Regions from separate parts of the Mus musculus genome. Here all the other regions are linked to region 3. The links are chromatin contacts, called in public Hi-C and Micro-C maps. All regions are on one chromosome and are shown on one strand. Each heading gives the region's core, a stretch centred on a gene start, on an enhancer-like site or on the middle of the called end of the contact. The rest is flanking DNA. Distances are from core to core; before and after follow the strand shown.

Evidence for each region. Hi-C and Micro-C count contacts between places; a contact is called where the count stands out from the background.
Region 1: a contact with region 3 is called in a Micro-C map of embryonic fibroblasts, with 2.8 times the contacts expected there. The contact joins the enhancer-like site here to the promoter of 4933412O06Rik in region 3. A contact is called at or near these places in 3 of 484 Hi-C or Micro-C datasets (embryonic fibroblasts, liver and uterus) and 1 of 115 datasets of contacts at active chromatin or transcription factors (embryonic fibroblasts).
Region 2: a Hi-C map of the C2C12 cell line shows a contact between it and region 3, with 5 times the contacts expected there. The contact joins the enhancer-like site here to the promoter of 4933412O06Rik in region 3. A contact is called at or near these places in 3 of 484 Hi-C or Micro-C datasets (the C2C12 cell line, embryonic fibroblasts and tail fibroblasts) and 1 of 115 datasets of contacts at active chromatin or transcription factors (embryonic fibroblasts).

Annotation. Positions count from the first base shown.
Region 1 is chr13:15,844,778-15,847,477 of GRCm38.p6, reverse strand. It overlaps the pseudogene B230303A05Rik. Among named protein-coding and RNA genes, the nearest start is that of A530046M15Rik, 39 kb to the right of the region's middle. Within about 2 kb of position 1,432, at least 85 of the 459 cell types and tissues checked have an H3K27ac peak or open chromatin away from gene starts, as enhancers often do. A contact at or near this core is called in embryonic fibroblasts, where this site is marked.
Region 2 is chr13:15,758,237-15,760,936 of GRCm38.p6, reverse strand. No RefSeq gene overlaps it. Among named protein-coding and RNA genes, the nearest start is that of 4933412O06Rik, 43 kb to the left of the region's middle. Within about 2 kb of position 1,341, at least 157 of the 459 cell types and tissues checked have an H3K27ac peak or open chromatin away from gene starts, as enhancers often do. A contact at or near this core is called in the C2C12 cell line, embryonic fibroblasts and tail fibroblasts, where this site is marked.
Region 3 is chr13:15,801,230-15,803,929 of GRCm38.p6, reverse strand. 4933412O06Rik (RIKEN cDNA 4933412O06 gene) reads left to right here and starts at 1,300. Exons shown (of 3, transcript NR_045507.1): 1 at 1,300-2,075.

The DNA of each region.
Region 1 (2,700 bases), core at 183-2,682, 43 kb before region 3:
TCGACAGACAGGCAGACAGATGGAAACAGATAACTGAGATAATAGAGATAGTATATAGAAGACAGGGAAAATAGACACAGATAGGAAATAGATTGGTCCCTACATGTTCTTTTCTGTGTATGGCTGTGCACATTTCTCAGTGATTTTAACACTTCTGGGTCTAAGATTCAAACATGTCTTGGTCTGATTCCAGAGCTTAAACTCTTTTCCTGACACCAGAACTTGACTGTGATTGTCAGATACTGAATGACTCCATTGTATTTAATCCATTCCTTCATTCATTCCAGAGACTTTTAGAAAGTAACTTTTACCTTTTCAGTACTGAGCTGGACTATAAAAATGCAGAATAATAATAAGTCCTGCCTTGGCACGAAGGACGTATTTGAACTAGCTAAACATGAAGGACAATGATTCCTCTGGCAGAAGAAGCTCCTTCAAGAAGACCCACAGAATATGTGTGAATGAGGGGTGGGAAAAAAGATGGAGAGGGAGAGAGAGAGACAGAGAGACAGAGACAGAGAGAAAGAGAGATAGAGAGAGGTTGGATCCCACACATAAGCAGGAACGTCCCAGTTGAGGCAGAGATGGGTATGTGCGTCAGCAGGAACCAGCCTTCTCCTGTACTCTGATGCAGTTTGTTAGGGCTTCTGATTTTGCCCAAGACACAGAGAGAAACACCAGGCTTATCTGCACGAGGCAGTTAAAGGTGTAGATGTCTGTGGTCACGTGAGTTACTGGCAGAGAGGTGGAGGCTCTGACACAATCAGGGCACAGAAATTGCATCAAGAATAGGGTAGCATTATGGGCACAGGGACTACAGTCACAGAGAAGCAGCAGCTGGTCACAGATAATGATATTAACAGAGAGACCTCTCCAGTCTTGGTTTCTGTGTGACAACAGAGGGGGCTCTCCTTACTTTCTTCTCCTCCCCCTTTCCCTTATTACTTTTTTTTTCAATTCTCCCTCCACCTCCAGCTCTGTGAGTGGCATGTAGAAAACTTGTACCTAGGGGAGGAGATCTGGAACACCTTATCTAACATTTGGTCTGAAAAAAGTCAGGGCTATGACTTCACATCAAGTCCTAAACTGCCACCTGTGACATGGAAATGAACTCTTGACCCAAAGCCCCAGCTTTTACACTCACCTGGAGACATAGCTATTGCATGAAACACCAGGCTAACTCAGTTTAACCAAAGGCAGTCACCTGGGTGCACCCACTTCCTTCCTAGTGTGTAGCTGAGGGCCGGGAGAAAAGAAAATGAAATGAGAACCACCACTGCAGTACCAATCTGTAAAATGACTGTAGCACAATTCTGCAAGCTCTGCAGCTGAGAAGGAATTCTCTAAACTTCAGCCTCTTCTGGGTCCCTCCTAGCAACTGGCCTACAGAAGAGCTCAGAGCCTGGAGCCTGGATGCCTGACTAATGCCTCAGAAGGATGTCTCAGATCATGTGACACAACAGAGGCTTTCAGCAGTAAGAGGCAGTGGCTAAGTAAAAGCAGCCTTGGCATGCTACTCAGGAAGTGGGCAACTGCTCAATCAAGCACTCAGCAAGGGCCTGTTTGGCATGTATGGTGGCTTAAATGTGCTTGGCTTATGGGAAGTGGCACTAATAGAAGATGTGGCCTTGTTGGAATAGATATGGCCTTGCTGGAGAAAGTGTGTCACTGAGTAGACAGGTTTTAAGGTCTTCTAGTGTTCCAGCCCCACCCACTGCAGAAGAGAGCCTCCTCCTCCTGGTTGCCTGTGGATCAAGATGGAGAACTTTCAGCTCCTCCAGCACCAAGAATGCCTGTAGGGTACTATGACTGTGGAATGGCAACCCCAGTCCTTCACTTGATGCCCTGTCCACTGGAAGTAGACTCTACAAGTTACCTTTCCCCACTGTTGGGCATTTCATCTAAAATAACATTGAATCATAAGAGCCTTTCATCTCCCAGGCCTCTCGTATATTCTAGAGGATTCCCCCCCACCCCATCCATTTCCATTCTTTCTGCTGGCCCTCAGGACTTCTCTCCCCCATGTTCCCCTTACTCAGACCCAAAAGAACATACATGGTATATACTCACTAATAAGTGGATATTAGCTCAAAAAAGTACAGAATACCTAGGATACAATCCACCGAACCCAAGATGGTTAACAAGCTGAAGGATGCTTCAATCCCACTTGGGAGGGAGAAGAGAGCAACCATGGAAGCAGAGAGAGGGCACGACCTTGGTGAAAGAGGGGAGGGGGAGGGGAAGAGAGTTACATCCTTAGGCAGAGGCAGAGAGCAAAACTGGGCCTGTCATGGACTTTTGAAACCTCATAGCTCACTCCAAGTGCTATACCTCCTCCAACAAGGCCATGCCTAATCCTCCTAATCATTTCAAACAGTTCCATTCCCTGGTGGCTAAGCTTTCAAATATATGAGCCTATTAGGGGGAGGATACTGAAAGGGGGGACAATCTCATTCAAACTACCACACCAAACAACCAAGAAAATTCTGTCATTTCAAAAACACAGTAAAGAATGACTTCCTCTGGCTCCATGGTATCTTCAGCAGGAAGGGGAGTTACTGCAAAGGCACAAGATGTTTATGTTGTCAGAGAGACTTCGGTTTAGTGAGACAGAACGCTCTTTATCTATTTCTTTCAACACAAGAGAAGAAACTCTAAGGTCCTTTAGTCCTTGGATCCTGAAGATCTTAGCTGACTGAT
Region 2 (2,700 bases), core at 92-2,591, 43 kb after region 3:
TACCCAACTCTAAATCCCGTGAACCTGCTTGTTTGTTTGTTTTGTTCTTGTTCAGGAAGGAGCTCCAATCATAGTGATCAGATGTAAACACATGAACAAAAGGCCAGTACTAATTGGACTCAGTAAGTCACACACACACACACACACACACACACACACACACACACACACAATTATATACGAAGAGATGCCGCTGAGTGATGGTGGCGCATGCCTTTAATCCCAGCACTCGGGAGGCAGAGGCAGGTGAATTTCTGAGTTCAAGGCCAGCCTGGTCTACAGCGTGAGTTCCAGGACAGCCAGGGCCATACAGAGAAACCCTGTCTCAAAGAGAGAGAGAGAGATGGGGAGAGAGAGAGAGAGAGATGGGGAGAGAGAGAGAGAGAGAGAGAGAGAGAGAGAGAGAGAGAGAGAGAGAGAGAGAGACCAATAAGTTGAATCAAGGCTCTCAGAGACTAATCCTGACTCTGAGATTCCCACTCACATGCGCGTGATTCCCAGAGCACCTGAAGTCAAAGAGATGTTCTCCTGGTGCCCGGTTCCTTCCCTCCCTAATGGGCTCTCCTCCTGACACCCTGGCTGGAAGCTTCTTCCCCCAGACTTTGTCATTTTCCAGGCTTTTGTTGTCCTCTCTCACACAGTATTCTGGATCCAAGGCCCCCGTAGAGAAGGACCCCTTTCTTGCTGTCCTGTTTTCCTCTGGGTAGTAGACACTGGGCCAGCTCTGTCCCTGACCAATCATGTGGCACTAGCCAGCTGACTCCACCTCTCTCCTCTTCTGCTTTTCAGATCTGTTTCCCCCTTCTTCTCCCCACCACCCCCACCCCAACCCCCACCCAACCCCACCCCCAGGACTTGTGGTCACCCATATCTGCCCTCACTCTACATGCTTAGTAGCTCTGGCTGTCCTGATCTCCTCTACATTCGTGTTTGAAAGGTTGCCTGGTCACAGATAAGGCAAACAGTTTGAATAAAGGGAACATGTAAAAGGAGCACCTTGCTAGGCCATGCGAGCAGAAGTGGGCACGAGACAAAGAAGCCTCATTCAATCTTCACTGTCCTTGCGCGGTGATTTGGGCCCACTGTGAAATTAAGGAAACTGGTTTGCCAAAGGCGGAACTGTTATCCACTTAGGCACAAGGCTCCCTGGGGCAGGCCTCATGCTCTATCTCCCAAAGGGCCTGAGGGAAGTCATTTTGCTTGTTCAGAAAGAGTAAGGAAGGGGGAGAGAAGAGGAAAAACAGCTCCAAGAATGCTGAATTGGCTCTCTGCGGGATGCTGCCGGCTGCTGCTTCACAGTAGAGATGCCAAACCGAGCCTAGACCCACCCTGTCAGCAACAGCGCTCTTGTCACAGCAGATCCGCCAATACAGCCTGCGCCACCGAGGAATCCTTGTTTATTTGTATTTCGTGCTAAGAAGAGACTGGCCCAGATCCAGGAAAGCCACTCCACGAAGCGGCGCCCCTCTCCAGCAGCTTCCGATTGATTCTAAACACTACATGCCTGGAATAGTCAAACCAAGACGCTTTTTATCTGCTCACGTAGGTTCTCGCTAACACCCGAGAGGAACGATGCTCTCCTGGGGATTTTGGCAAAGTAAAGCGCGGGCCTGCGGGCAGCCATTCCGCATGTCGCCGCGCGGTGGCGGAAGCAGCACAGCAAAGGGGTTCAGCGAGGAAGCCAATAACTAAACCGTGATTCTGCGCCCCAGGACCTGGGTCGTCCCCTGTGTGCAAAGGGTCGCCCAGAAGGAAGAAGGGGAAGGAAAAAGGACAGCGGCGTCCCATGAGAATGGAGAGTGATGGTAGTGTGTTCCAAAGATGCGTTTTGTTTTGTTTTCTCTGGCTAACACCGGAAATAGAAGCAGCAGAAAAGGGACTGGAAGGATTCTCCCTCTGGCACCGTGCAACAGCAGCTGTTCTTTGATTGAAATGCTCTGTTACCGTTGTGTATGAGGCTTAATCGCCCAAGGAAGCTGCAGCTTCTCCCATTCACTTTCTTCCATATTCTCCCAAAAGTATACGTCCCAGTTAGCTACTCTGTAAAATTCAGTTCTGGTGTCCCCAATCCAAGATTTCTTTGTCGGTGTGGGCTGTGTGTCCAAGCCACAGTCTTGCCCATACATCAGCTTTGCCTCTATGCACCACGCCTTCCTACCCCCACCTACAGAGTGCCTTTTCTAGTCAGCTGGTTCCCTTTGGCATCCTCTTTATTTCATCTTTGGAAGGGTTGCCTATCCATATTGAATTCGTTGAACCCTGTATTTGGAAGCACAGCAACAATGTTCAGCCTTGTCCTGATGCCCACTGGCATCCTATATAATTCATTCTGTCCTGATTATCTTGTTAGGTAGATGAGACAATTGGGGCTCCACAGCTAAAGTAAGTGGTAAGTAGAAAGGAGCCCCCCTCTCCATGTCCAGGTAACTCAGGCACTTGCCTTTGCCCTCAGAGAGGGGCAGCTTTGTCATCAGGTTCCTCTGACCAGTTATGGCTAGGACTTCATTTCCTAAGCAGGATGAAGCTATGTTCTGGCATATTCTGAGAGGTTCTGGACAATGGATCTATATCCCCAACACCGCATCCCGACTATCACAATCATACTCCATCCTCTCTCTCTCTCTCTCTCTCTCTCTCTCTCCCCCTCTCCCTCTCCCTCTCCCTCTCCCTCTCTCTCCCTCTCTCTCCGTCTCTCTCCCT
Region 3 (2,700 bases), core at 51-2,550:
TGTGATAGGAGAGCCAGAGAAGGTCAGGGATGCTGTTGTACCCCGACACAAGAAACAGCTCACTGTCCCATAGAGTCTGCACATCCAAGAGATGATTCTGGAGGCTGCTTCTCTCTTTCTCTCGAGGCTGGGACAAAACACCCATCCAATATGCCCATTAATTATCACAACTCAGAGAAAACTCTCATTCTCCCCACTCTCCAGATGAGAACGCTGGGGCTCACACAAGCTCACTACCGAGTCAGATGAATACACTTTTAGTCCCCTAAATTCATTAATTCTGGCTTCAATTTCCTGCTATAATCATTTCAACCGTTTATCATTGCTGGCCAGAACCTGGTAACACAAATATTTACTTAGTCTAAAGTACATTGGCTTACTGGTTTTTAGTAGCTGAAAACCTCCAATAAAAGCTACATTGGTATTAATAAGGAAAGAACACATTTAGTGTGAAAGAGAAGGGCTTTCTGAGCAAAGATTAAACGTCATACTGCTCTCTCACACTAAGCAGTTCTTTAGGACAGAGGATTCTGGAATTACAACTGTTTTCCATGAACCTTAATATTTTTAGTGTTCAGTTTTTAAATTATTTATGTGCTCTTTCCTTATTGATATTAACTCAAGTTTTTAATATTCTTATGTGTTAGCTACTTTCCTTATCTTGGATTTGGAGGAGTAGAGAGCATCTTTGTTGGGGGTGAGTCGACTCATTCATTCCCAAAGGGCTCTAAAAGTCAAGGTAGCGTGTGTCGTGTGAGAGACACTTAAAGGTTCTGTAGTGGCCCAGCGTGATCAATTGGGCAGTCTAGAGAAACTCTTCTGAGAGCAGTAGGTATATGGCTCTGAGGACACAAAGTCAGGATTCTACGAGGCTCTTGGAATGTTCTGGAAAAAGTTTTTCCTAGTAGAGTCAATGAGGGAAAGATACATTCAGCAGCCTGCTTGTAATGGTTAAAATATTCTTGAGCTAGTTCTTTCTACAAGTTATACACATTTCAAATCCCTATAGCTATTTTTGTTTAACTTTCTTAGACTTGATATACCTCCATTTTTATTTTCTTCCTACCAAGCCATTTAAAGGCATTTCTTAAATGAAAGAGTTCTGTCGGGTCTTCTGCCAAAAGGTTCTAAATTCTAGAATTTTGTTCCTCTCTTTTCCCCAGAAAACAAAAATTGTAGTTCATGTTCAACAAAATCTTAATTACATTAAAAAAAAAAAAAAAAAAAAAAAAAAAGGAATCTTTGCGGCATAGCCAAAGAGCAGCTGACCTCAGCGGTTGCCAGGCAACACTGTCCACATTCAAGCTCTGACTCAAAGAGGGTGCATGATGCAGCCCCGCACTGGAGCAGGAGCCGAGCAAGATACGTGCAGTGTGGCGGGCAGTATTGGCCAAGATCGGGCCTGAAGTGAACTTTGTGGCTTGAAGATTCCCGAGCAGCAGCAGTCCTTTTTGAGAAGTGGGATAATTTGTTTTTGGCAATACACTGTTTCTTTTTTCCGCGGGTGAGAAGAAAAAAAAAGTGTGGGAAAAAGCTTTGGAAATCTTGCAAGACCTCTTGGACATAGACTATGTGTTACAAAACATATTTTTGACGAGTTAAGTGTTAACCAACCAAAAACAGACAGATTGTCCTTCCCATGTTAGCTTCAAAATGCAGCAGGGGAAGCGACCATTACTGAACACCCTGTGAAGTTGCCGAACCCTGTCATTTTCAAAAGCTTGTCAAAAAGCCCAGAGCACAGAGGCCAGAACGGAGTTACTTGTCCCTTTCTGCAGGATGTGAGTGCAGCCTTCTGGGTGAGCGAGCCGGAGAGAAGAAGAAAGAAAGAAAGAAAAAAGAACAATACCAAATCAAAGGACTCCAACTGTCAGTGAAGGGTGGTCCAGAATAAAACTTTCAAAGGAGAAAAAGATTCATTTTAAACCATAATGAATTCTCTTTGTCATTGAAAATTCATCTAAAGACATATTCCATGACTACTTTTGACAGGCAATGATCTGAATATGTGATGTGCAGAGACATTATTTCTTGTCCTCCAAAAGCTCTTAAGGACTTCGGGAAGAAATGGATCTGTAAGCAGATAATTACAATACATTGTGATTTTATAAGAATTCAGGAAAACAAGAACAGAAGTGCTAATTCTACTGAGACCTGAGAAGATCTAGGAGAATTGTTGGGTCTTTTATTATTATTATTATTATTATTATTATTTTTTCCATTTTTTATTAGGTATTTAGCTCATTTACATTTCCAATGCTATACCAAAAGTCCCCCTTACCCACCCACCCCCACTCCCCTACCCACCCACTCCCCCCCTTTGGCCCTGGCGTTCCCCTGTACCGGGGCACACTAAGTCTGCGTGTCCAATGGGCCTCTCTTTCCAGTGATGGCCGACTAGGCCATCTTTTGATACATATGCAGCTAGAGTCAAGAGCTCAGGGGTACTGGTTAGTTCATAATGTTGTTCCACCTATAGGGTTGAAGATCCCTTTAGCTCCTTGGGTACTTTCTCTAGCTCCTCCATTGGGAGCCCTGTGATCCATCCATTAGCTGACTGTGAGCATCCACTTCTGTGTTTGCTAGGCCCCGGCATAGTCTCACAAGAGACAGCTACATCTGGGTCCTTTCGATAAAATCTTGCTAGTATATGCAATGGTGTCAGCGTTTGGATGCTGATTATGGGGTGGATCCCTGGAT